Linked DNA regions of Sus scrofa: all the other regions are linked to region 2. Evidence: chromatin contacts called from public HiChIP or PLAC-seq data. All regions are on one chromosome and are shown on one strand. Each heading gives the region's core, a stretch centred on a gene start, on an enhancer-like site or on the middle of the called end of the contact. The rest is flanking DNA. Distances are from core to core; before and after follow the strand shown.

Region 1 (2,993 bases), core at 389-2,888, 190 kb after region 2:
GTCCTGTCTGTGTTGAGCCCTTTCCTGGCCAATTCTTGGGCCTGATAGCATCGAGTTTCTGAAAAGAGAAAGGGAAAAAAGAAGTGTGGGTGTGGGTGTGTGGAGGGGCAGGATGCTGGGCGGAGGAAGGAAGCCCTCAGCCTGCTCTCAGGAAACGGGTATCAAGAGACACCAGGGCTGTTTAACACTCTGAACAAAGGGATCTTCAACAGTAGGAGCAAGGACAGAAGAGAAAACCCTGCTGTGTGGGGTCCTGGCTCAAGGCATGGCCAACATGCCAGTGGCCCTGACTATAGTTAGAGCTGTCCTCATTCCTCTCTTTTTAAACATTACAAAACAATTCATCTCCTGGGAAAAGATTAAACAAAACCGAGCGGTAGAAAGTAAAAAAGCAAAGCAGCATCAACTGACCCAGTCCTACTCCCCACAGGTAACCTCTGCTTTGGTGCAGATGTCAAAATACACACAGGGACCTACAGGCATATCTCATAGGGCTGCAACCACACTCAGAAAAGCACAATCATAAAATAAGTCTAGATTTCTCCAGAGAAACACTAGATAGAAATACTGCAATAAACACACTGTTTAAAAAATAATAATAATTATGGAAAAAGAAACTATTTCAAATAGAACACATCCAAGGAACGGTGGGAGCAGAGGGGAGGGCAGGCTTTGGAGTCTGGGCTCCACTCTTCAGGTTGGCTTCTCAGCAGGTGAGTGCCCAGTGAAAATGAGACTGCCTTTCCTGAGCCAGGATCCTTCGGTTTAGAAATGCTCAGACAGGGAGTTCTTGTTGTGGCTCAGTGAGTTAACCCAACTAGTATCCATGAGGATACAGACTGGATCCCTGGCCTCACTCAATAGGATCCAGTGTTGCTGTGAGCTGTGGTGTTGCCAGGCAGCTGTAGCTCTGATTCGACTCCTAGCCTGGGAACTTCCATACACCACAGGTGTGCCCCTAAGAAAAAAAAAAAAGAAAGAAAGAAAAAAGAAATGCTCGGATTGGAGGTCTGTGAAGGGAGGATGAAGGACAGAGGGACAGAGGGCTGGCTGCGGCAGGGGAGGACTCTAAGCCCCTGGCAACCTCCCCAATCCCCTCTCTTTAAAGCTACTATTACTCTTATAACTTGTAACGGCCAAAGGCAGAGGGAGGCAGAGCACCTGTAGGCTTGGGCTTTGGAAAGCAGAAGAAACAGCTGCGCATCGACGGGCAAGCCCAGGAGCAGGAGGGCAGCCCCGGCTGAGCCTGAAAATAATACCCAGCCACACAGCTTGACAAAGGCCTCCGGTCGTGCGGAGCGGGAGGGTCTGGCCCAGTGGCTCCTTGCCAGGCAGTTCTGGGGCCACGTGGGGAAGAGCCCAGACCCTCCCTGCCTCCCTCCTCCAGATCCTACACCACCTTCGGGAGGACCAGCCTGCCCTCAGTGAACACCCACCGCAGCAATCACCAGCTTTGCTTCTAGGCCTGTCTCACTGCCGTCTCATTTCCGGGTGTGAAGATGGATTGGCTGTGTACCTCTGTTTACAGCATCTCTTCCTGCAGTGAAAGCGAACCCCCTACGGGTCTGCGGGTCTGAGGGTCTGCGGAGTTCTTCAGTTTTCAGATGGGCGGGAATGAAATGAATAGTCTCTGGAGAGGAAGAGGAAGAGGAAGTGCCGCTGTGTCCTCCCCCCACCGCTCCTCCGCCCCCATTTAAAAAGAGAGCCCCAGGCACTGGCTTGCTACTCTTAACAATGTTGTCAGCTCCGAGTTAGAGTGGGCTCCCCACAAAAGTGGTGCTAGCTGCCCGGGTTTGCTTCCTTTGTCCCTGGTGCTGGGATATCTTGCCCTGCCCCGGGCTTCAACTTGGATTGGTCAGGAAAAAGTGTCTCAGCTTTAAAATGATCAAACTCCTGGAGCTCCCGTTGTGGCTCAGCCTTAACCAAGCCGACTAGTATCCACGAAGACGAAGGTTCAATCCCTGGCCTCGCTCAGTTGGGTTAAGAATCCTACGTTGCAGTGAGCTCTGGTGTAGGTCACAGACACGGCTGGGATCCAGCTTTGCTGGGGCTGTGGTGTAGGCCGACAGCTGCAGCTCAGATAGACCCCTAGCCTGGGAACTTCCTTATGGCACAGGTGGGACCCTAGAAAGATAGACAGATAGACAGACAGATAGATAGATAGATAAATAAATAAGATTTAAATAGATTGAAAAAATAATTGTCAATAGAAAAAAACATTTAGGAAGTAAGGATATTAAGCACTCATGGAGAGCAGAAAACATGCCAGAACAGTAAATTCTTCTAAAATTTAATTTTAGAGTTGAAGAAATGTTTCTCTTTGGTTTAAATGATTTTAAATAGAGCTTGGCCAGCATCTCAATGTCTAGAGTCAAGCTTTCTGCTTCAAAAGTGTCACCATTCTTCTATCTCCTGGTCAGCTCACTGCTGCCCCCGTGTGTCTCATCTAAACATCACAACACAGTTTTCTGTTTGGCAAATAAAAGTGTAGAAAACCTCTACCAGTCTGTTGGCTCCCGTGGCAATAAACAGTATAGAATTAAAGCAATGTTCTGGCTTATTAGTGAGAGCTATGAAACCCAGGTGAATGTTCAACAAGTCTTTTACTTTGGAAAACATCATTATACGGTCCTTTCTCTTTCTCTCTCTTGTTTTTTTCAATTCATTGTCTCCTTCCTGAAAGGATAAATTTAATCCCTAGAGGAAGTGGTAATGAGCATAGTGATGTAAGTCCTATTAATGATACCCCTTCAAGAGAAACCACATGATTTATTCATCGATGTGCATTAGATTTTATTTTATAGCTTTGATTAAAAAGCTTATGTTCAGGATGATTGAAAGTTTGCATAGTCTCTGATGTGAGATAATTTCTTTCTTTTTCTTGCTTTTTTTTTTTCCTTTTTTTTTTTTTTTTTTTACTTTTTAGGGCTGCACCTGCGGCAGATGGAGGTTCCCAGGATAGGGGTCAAATTGGAGCTACAGATACCGGCCTA
Region 2 (3,141 bases), core at 642-3,141:
ACTGGATTTGGCGACCGTTTTATAAGTTCATTAAGTAAACTATCAGAGAGCACTCACATTAATAAGCAACAGAAGCTAACTCTAGACAAAAATTAATATCAGAATAAACAAGGCTCAACATTTGATAAAACCAAAATATAAAATACTCTATCAAGTTATTTACTTAAAAGGCAAATATATCTCATTATTTCAAGTAATGTTCAATAAACTTTATTTGCAGCAAACTGCATGTTATCATTAACTCAACCAAAATACTAATATGTAACTGAAAAACTGATTAAAAAAAAAAGGTTTAAAAATCAAGTTTCACGTTACTGATGTACCCATCTAATATGCTCTGTTTTATAAGAAAGCACTGCAAACACATGGATAAATCTGCAAGTCTGATGTGGTTATAACGGAAAAACATGCTCTCCACCCCTTTCTGTGTGATCTTGGGCAAGTATTACTAGGAATCTCTATGAAAAGCTTTCTCAATTACAATATGAGGTAATGCTTAAGTCACAAGGTTAGGAGCCTCCCAGAAGAAAACTTACACAAAGGGCTCAGCCTGTAGAATGAGCACCAACAAATTAGCTCCTTACCTCACAGATGTTCTGAACACACGAAAATTAAAAATTCAATAGATTCAGCTGGAAAATTAGAATCAAATACTTAAAGTGAAGAGAAGAAAAGTGCCAGGGTAGGGTGGGAGAAAAATGCATTCTATTAGAGTTAAAAAAAAAAAAAGTTTTTGGTAACTTCCTGTAAAATATGAAATTATTTTGAGTACTTTGCCTTTTTGATTCTCGGCGGCGGGGGAGCTGGTATTTGAAGCAATTCTCACGAACACAGCCAAATACATATTTTGGCTCCTCTTCGCTAAGATCTACGATTGATGAGGCTTTAGGTAGCGGCTACAATAGCAATGATCACCTTTCATCTCCTTAAGTCTGCACCCAACAGCTGGGCTAAGGAATTCTACCCGAGAGTTCGCCCAATTTGCAGAACGGGCTAGTGACATCCGCAATGTTTGCAAACATACAGCAAATCTCGACGTAACTAGAAGAAAAAGTGTGCCCCAGTCTAATCACTTTAATTCCTATAAGCCCAGGGGATAAGCAATTTAAGTGTTTCCCAAAGAGCCTCTTTCTTCCAGTTAATCAAAACCAACAACACTGACGAAAGTAGACAGAGAAGTCTGTGGTTATTTGGGGGGGAGGGGGTCGGAGGTGGACGAATATAAGTTTCTTACTCTTCATCAGCTTTCATACAACCAACACCACTTTAAGCACAAGAAAATTTTAAAAACGAGTATTTCACAGATACCAAGGAGGAAAAGAAGCCGCGGAGAGAGGCGGCAGGCACTCTGCCCGGGTCCCCGTGGGCACCCCGGCCAGGTGTGGGCGCGCCCCGCCCGACACTCACTCCGCAGCAGAGGCGACGTCTCCTTCTTCACGTACTTCCCCTGCACCTCGGCCGGCTTGGACACTTCATTTTTGGTTTTCTTTCGGGACAGCATCCTTGTCCACAAGGCCTCAGGCCACGCCAAGAAGCCTCCCTAAGGCTCCGCGCCCGGCGCCGGGATTCCCCGCCGCCACCTCCGTCGGCGCCGCCGCCTCCTTCCCTCCGGAGCAGCCGCCGTCGCCTCCGCCTCCTCCTCCTCCTCCTCCTCCTCTCTGCAGCCCCGGGTCGCCCACAGGTACTGCCGCATGTTCGGGGCGCTACGCGCGCCGACCGCCGCTCAGTCGCTTCTCAGTTCCTTCCCGGAAGTCTGCCCGCTCCCCGACGCTGCCCGAGTACTCCGAGAGGAGAGGCCAGGGACGCCCGGCCAGGGCCATGGTCCGCCGCGGGCCGCCTAGTAACCGCTACGGCTGCTGCCGCCGCCGCCGCCGCCGCCGCCTACGTCCTGTAAACTTTCCCCGCGGCCGCTGGGAATTCTGGGAAACTCGACGCGGCGCGAGCGCCGCTGCCCTACCCCCACTCCAGCTCCTGGGAGCGGTGGCGCTACAGAACCGCTGGCCGAACTCTCCGCTAGCGGGCCGGCCCTGTAGCTGCAGCCACCTTCACTTCCCCCTCGGCGAGAAGCGGGTACCTCGGGCACTAGAGGTCTGAGGACAAAGCCTGCCAGACTGAGCGCCGGAGGCCGTGGCGCGCTCCTGCAACGGAGCCCCTTTTTACCCACAGATTTTTCTTCCCGGACCCTGAGGGAGCGGGTGGCGCGGGACAGCCGCATTCCTGTCCTCCTCCACGGCAGAGGACGCCCCTCTTAGAGTTTTTTGGGCTGGTGAATTCAGGTCCGTGTTCACACAGAACGCCAGTAGAGTTGAAGGGACACCACCCTTAGCTTAGCGCCGCACCAAAAAATAATCTAGATCCCTGATTTTGCGAAAGCATTAGGCCGTCCAACACTAATTAAACAGATATGAATCTGTCTCCTGAGTGCCAGGGAGTGCATCTTTCTGATGAGAAAACGGAGGAAAAAGCCAAATGTGATTTCTACTGTTTCCTATTTAAGACAATTTTGATGTTAGCATAATTTAATTATGACTGTCCTTACTTCCTAGCCACATTATTTCTTCTTAGAGTTGTCATGGAAATAACAATTATTCTACAATACGAGTAGAGAATAGTTTTCTTTGAGCCAAACTGAGAACTATAAACCCAGAAGACAGCTTCTCAGATAACTCTGGGAAGGTGCTCCAGAGAAAATGATTTTCTTAGTTTTGTAGCTTGATGTAATGAAGAACATTAAACCAGTCAGGAATATATTCCTTCAAGGTTTCAAAAAAAAAAAAAAAAATCAGCTAGGAACACAGGAGTCAGTATGGCCTTGGCACTTGGGAAGTGAGGCTTACCATTGAAGGTATACCAACACTGGCAGTTCCCAGAAAGTTACTTTTTTTTTTCTCTAAATGTTGTAGTTGTTGCTGTTCCCTTGTTCTTGCCCAAGTGTTGCTGAGTTGCCTGATTGATGTCGTTTGGTTGAGCCTCTGAAACGTACATGGCCAGATTTATGTCCTGCTCTGTAGCTCAAAAACAAGCCGTAACCCTTCAGCATCATTGGTGTCTAGCGTTGGACGCTTGGTTGGAGGCTTTGCAAGTGTTGCATCTATCTCATATTCAGAAATCCTGGACAGTTGTTCCTTTGTTGATTTATAA
Region 3 (2,755 bases), core at 54-2,553, 160 kb after region 2:
ACTAAGGAAGACTCTAGATAAAATTAACATGACACAGAAAAAAAAAAAAAATCCTTGCAGACTGTCAAGCCTCAGGAAACAAGTAAACAGATATAAATTTATGTTAATGTATTTAAGGGAGCCACAGTGAAAATCATCCATGGTTTCAGAGGCTTAGCCTGTGTACCTTGGTGAACTTTATTAGGATTCTAATCGTAAAAAGCTACCACATCTGTCATAAAAGACTACCATGCAATCTATTTTGATTTCACAAATTCAGGAGTTAAGTTGCATGGCAAGGCTGTCTTAGGAATTCAACACCAGGAGGGGATCTGTCCCAGTTAAGTAAAGAAAGCAGAAGATCTCATAATAGCTAAGTTGTCTAGAAACAAGGTTGACGGTAGGACGATTTTTCCAGTTCCCATTTTATTGGCACCCTAGCCCTGGTTTGTCAGGGCTGAGGCTGGGAAATTGCCTCTTCCCATTGCTCCCTCTCTTTCAACTTCACAGAAAGAGCTCTGAGCAGTAAACTGTTTCCATCAGCTCTGTCCTTTTGTCAAGGACCGGTTTGGTAGCTGCAGAATCCCAGCCCCTGGAACCCAAGAAGCTACTCCCTCAATATTTCCATTCTGCGGGTCTGGCGGTCCAGGCTTTCAAGCAATAATGGAGTGTCTTTCCGTTCTTCTCCTTTTCTTAGTAATTGCACTGGGGAAATCCTTCTCTCTGCAATGATTCCGCACACCTTCTATAATTCCCACTTAACTGACGGCCATCAGCTCTCCGCTACTCAGCCTAGGCTAACACCTCAGGGTTCCCTAGACAGGTTTCACTTCAGTTTCTCAGCCACAGGGCTGCCCGGGTGGCACAAGGCAACCGAATAACCGCCCCTTCTGCTCCCTCCCGGACTCAAGTCCGCTCCTCGACCATCACACAGCAGCTGCTTTCAGCTGGCAGCTGCGGGCCGGGACCACGCAGGCAGCGAAGGTGCCCAGACCCCGCTGCGCTGCAGACCCGGGAGGTGAGGTGCGGCCGGTGCGGGGGCGCGTCGCCCAGGTCCCCGGCAGCCTGCGAAGCGGATGCGCCCCCGACTCGCCTGCCCTTCACCACCCCCAGAAACCTCACTGGGTCCCCAGGAAGCAGGTCTCTCGGCCCCCGCCATCCTCGCCTACCTTCTGTCGGCCTCTCCGTCGCGTCCGCACAGCCGGCCGCCTGCCTCCAGTGCTCTGCAAAGCGGGGGAGGACGCTTTGTTAGGGCTCGGGGAGCGGGACAATACTTCGCAGCCGACGCCGGGGTTCCGGGCGGGCGTCCTTCAAAAGGACGCGAATGGGGACCCGCACGAGCGTCATTTCCATATGTAAGGAGCCAGCGCTCACAAAAGCGCGGCTCCCGGAGGCTGCGGCGCGCATCCTCCACGCCCGCCCGCTCGCCCCCCGCCCGCGCAGCCCGCGCTCCTTGACCTGCCCCTCCTCCGCCGCCCACGCCGCCCCCTCCCCGCCTCGTCCCGCGGGAGCGCCCCGGACCGAGTCGGCCGCCACCCCCTGCTCCCGGCCCGCGGGGACAGCCACCGCCGAGCCCTGGCCTCAGAGGGGAAACCCCAGCCTGTCACGGTGCCGGGGCCGCCCCGGAGCACAGGGCCTCGCCGAAGCGCGGGGGCAGCCCGAGGCCTCTGCACACCCCCAGGCCGCGGGGCGGGGGTCCCCGGGAGAGAGCTCTGCGCTTACCGCGTCCCGGGGCTCAGGCGGCCGGCGCCGCCGCGGGGACCATGACCGCGGGAGCACTCGAGCTCGGACGCGGCGGCGGTGGCAGCGGGATAGCCGCGCCCAGCGCGCTCGGCTACCCGCTCGGCTGCGGCCACCCGAAGCTTTGGACGCCGGGGAGGAAGGGCCAGGCCCCGCGCGGGGAGGAGGAGCTAGGGCGACGCCGGCCAGGGCGCGGCTCCTCCTCCGCGGCCCGCGCAGCTGGGGCCGCTGAGGGAGGAGCGCCGGGCGCCGCCCTGACACTTGCAGGGGTCCGTCTCCCACGCGCTCCACCACCTCTGCGACTCGGGTGGCCGGAGCACCGCGGAGCCCGGTCCCGTTTTGTCTGGGACGCTGGGGCTGTCGCCTGGGAGATTTGAATTTGAAAACGCCGCGGCTCGCGGGAGCCCAGGCGGAGGAGGTCAGCGCCCTGAGGTCGACCCCCCTGCCCAATAGCCTCTCCTTTCTTCCAAAGGGAGCGCACACACCCCTCTGCGCCTACAACACCTGGCTGGCGACGTCTCCGGGTCGGGGAATGGTCCCTACCTCCAGCCCGTGGAACCTCAGGGTGGAGATTCAGGTGCCTCTCTTGCCCCCAGGAGGCCTTGGATTACTCAGCCCTCGAGCGTCCATTGGCGGTCATTGGAAGAGGGGTCCAGGAGGTGGAAGAGCTCCGGACTTGACTCTGAACCTTATGGAGCAAATGCGACCCTCTTACCAGGTTTAGACTGGCTTCCTTACCTGCCACCTGTCCTTTTAGGCTCCCTCCCTCCCGCTATCCAGCCTTCCCCGGGTACATCCAACCCTCGGTCGGTCAATAGCCACAGAGGACAGAAACTCCTTGGCGTTGCTCAGCATTTACTGGCTCCTCCCTCCTATCCCTACTCCTCTGGCTCCCCGAGTCTCTGCTTCTCACTCCCCTCATCCCTACACCCCTGACCTGGATGCAGACAGGATCCCAGTCCAAGCCTAGAGGTGTCAGCGGTGGGCCGGAGGTGACACCACTGTTCTCTCTTTAGGCTGCGGGATTGAATGTGTT

Evidence for each region. HiChIP or PLAC-seq counts read pairs in DNA pulled down with a chosen protein or histone mark.
Region 1: an H3K27ac HiChIP or PLAC-seq map of alveolar macrophages shows a contact between it and region 2. The contact joins the promoter of NIN here to the promoter of SAV1 in region 2. A contact is called at or near these places in 2 of 5 promoter capture datasets (fetal liver and liver), 2 of 47 Hi-C or Micro-C datasets (embryonic fibroblasts and skeletal muscle) and 2 of 2 datasets of contacts at active chromatin or transcription factors (alveolar macrophages and skeletal muscle).
Region 3: a contact with region 2 is called in an H3K27ac HiChIP or PLAC-seq map of skeletal muscle. The contact joins the promoter of LOC110259558 here to the promoter of SAV1 in region 2. A contact is called at or near these places in 2 of 2 datasets of contacts at active chromatin or transcription factors (alveolar macrophages and skeletal muscle).

The regions. Positions count from the first base shown.
Region 1 is chr1:180,620,337-180,623,329 of Sscrofa11.1, forward strand. It overlaps NIN (ninein), which reads right to left and starts at 1,639. Exons shown (of 34, transcript XR_002346861.1): 1 at 1,437-1,639; 2 at 1-58.
Region 2 is chr1:180,432,567-180,435,707 of Sscrofa11.1, forward strand. It overlaps SAV1 (protein salvador homolog 1), which reads right to left and starts at 1,892. Exons shown (of 5, transcript XM_001927720.7): 1 at 1,408-1,892. The coding sequence starts at 1,501.
Region 3 is chr1:180,591,040-180,593,794 of Sscrofa11.1, forward strand. It overlaps LOC110259558, which reads left to right and starts at 1,304. Exons shown (of 3, transcript XM_021085051.1): 1 at 1,304-1,587; 2 at 1,661-2,137; 3 at 2,316-2,406. The coding sequence starts at 1,304. The coding sequence ends at 2,096. NIN (ninein) reads right to left here. Exons shown (of 34, transcript XR_002346861.1): 3 at 1,149-1,202.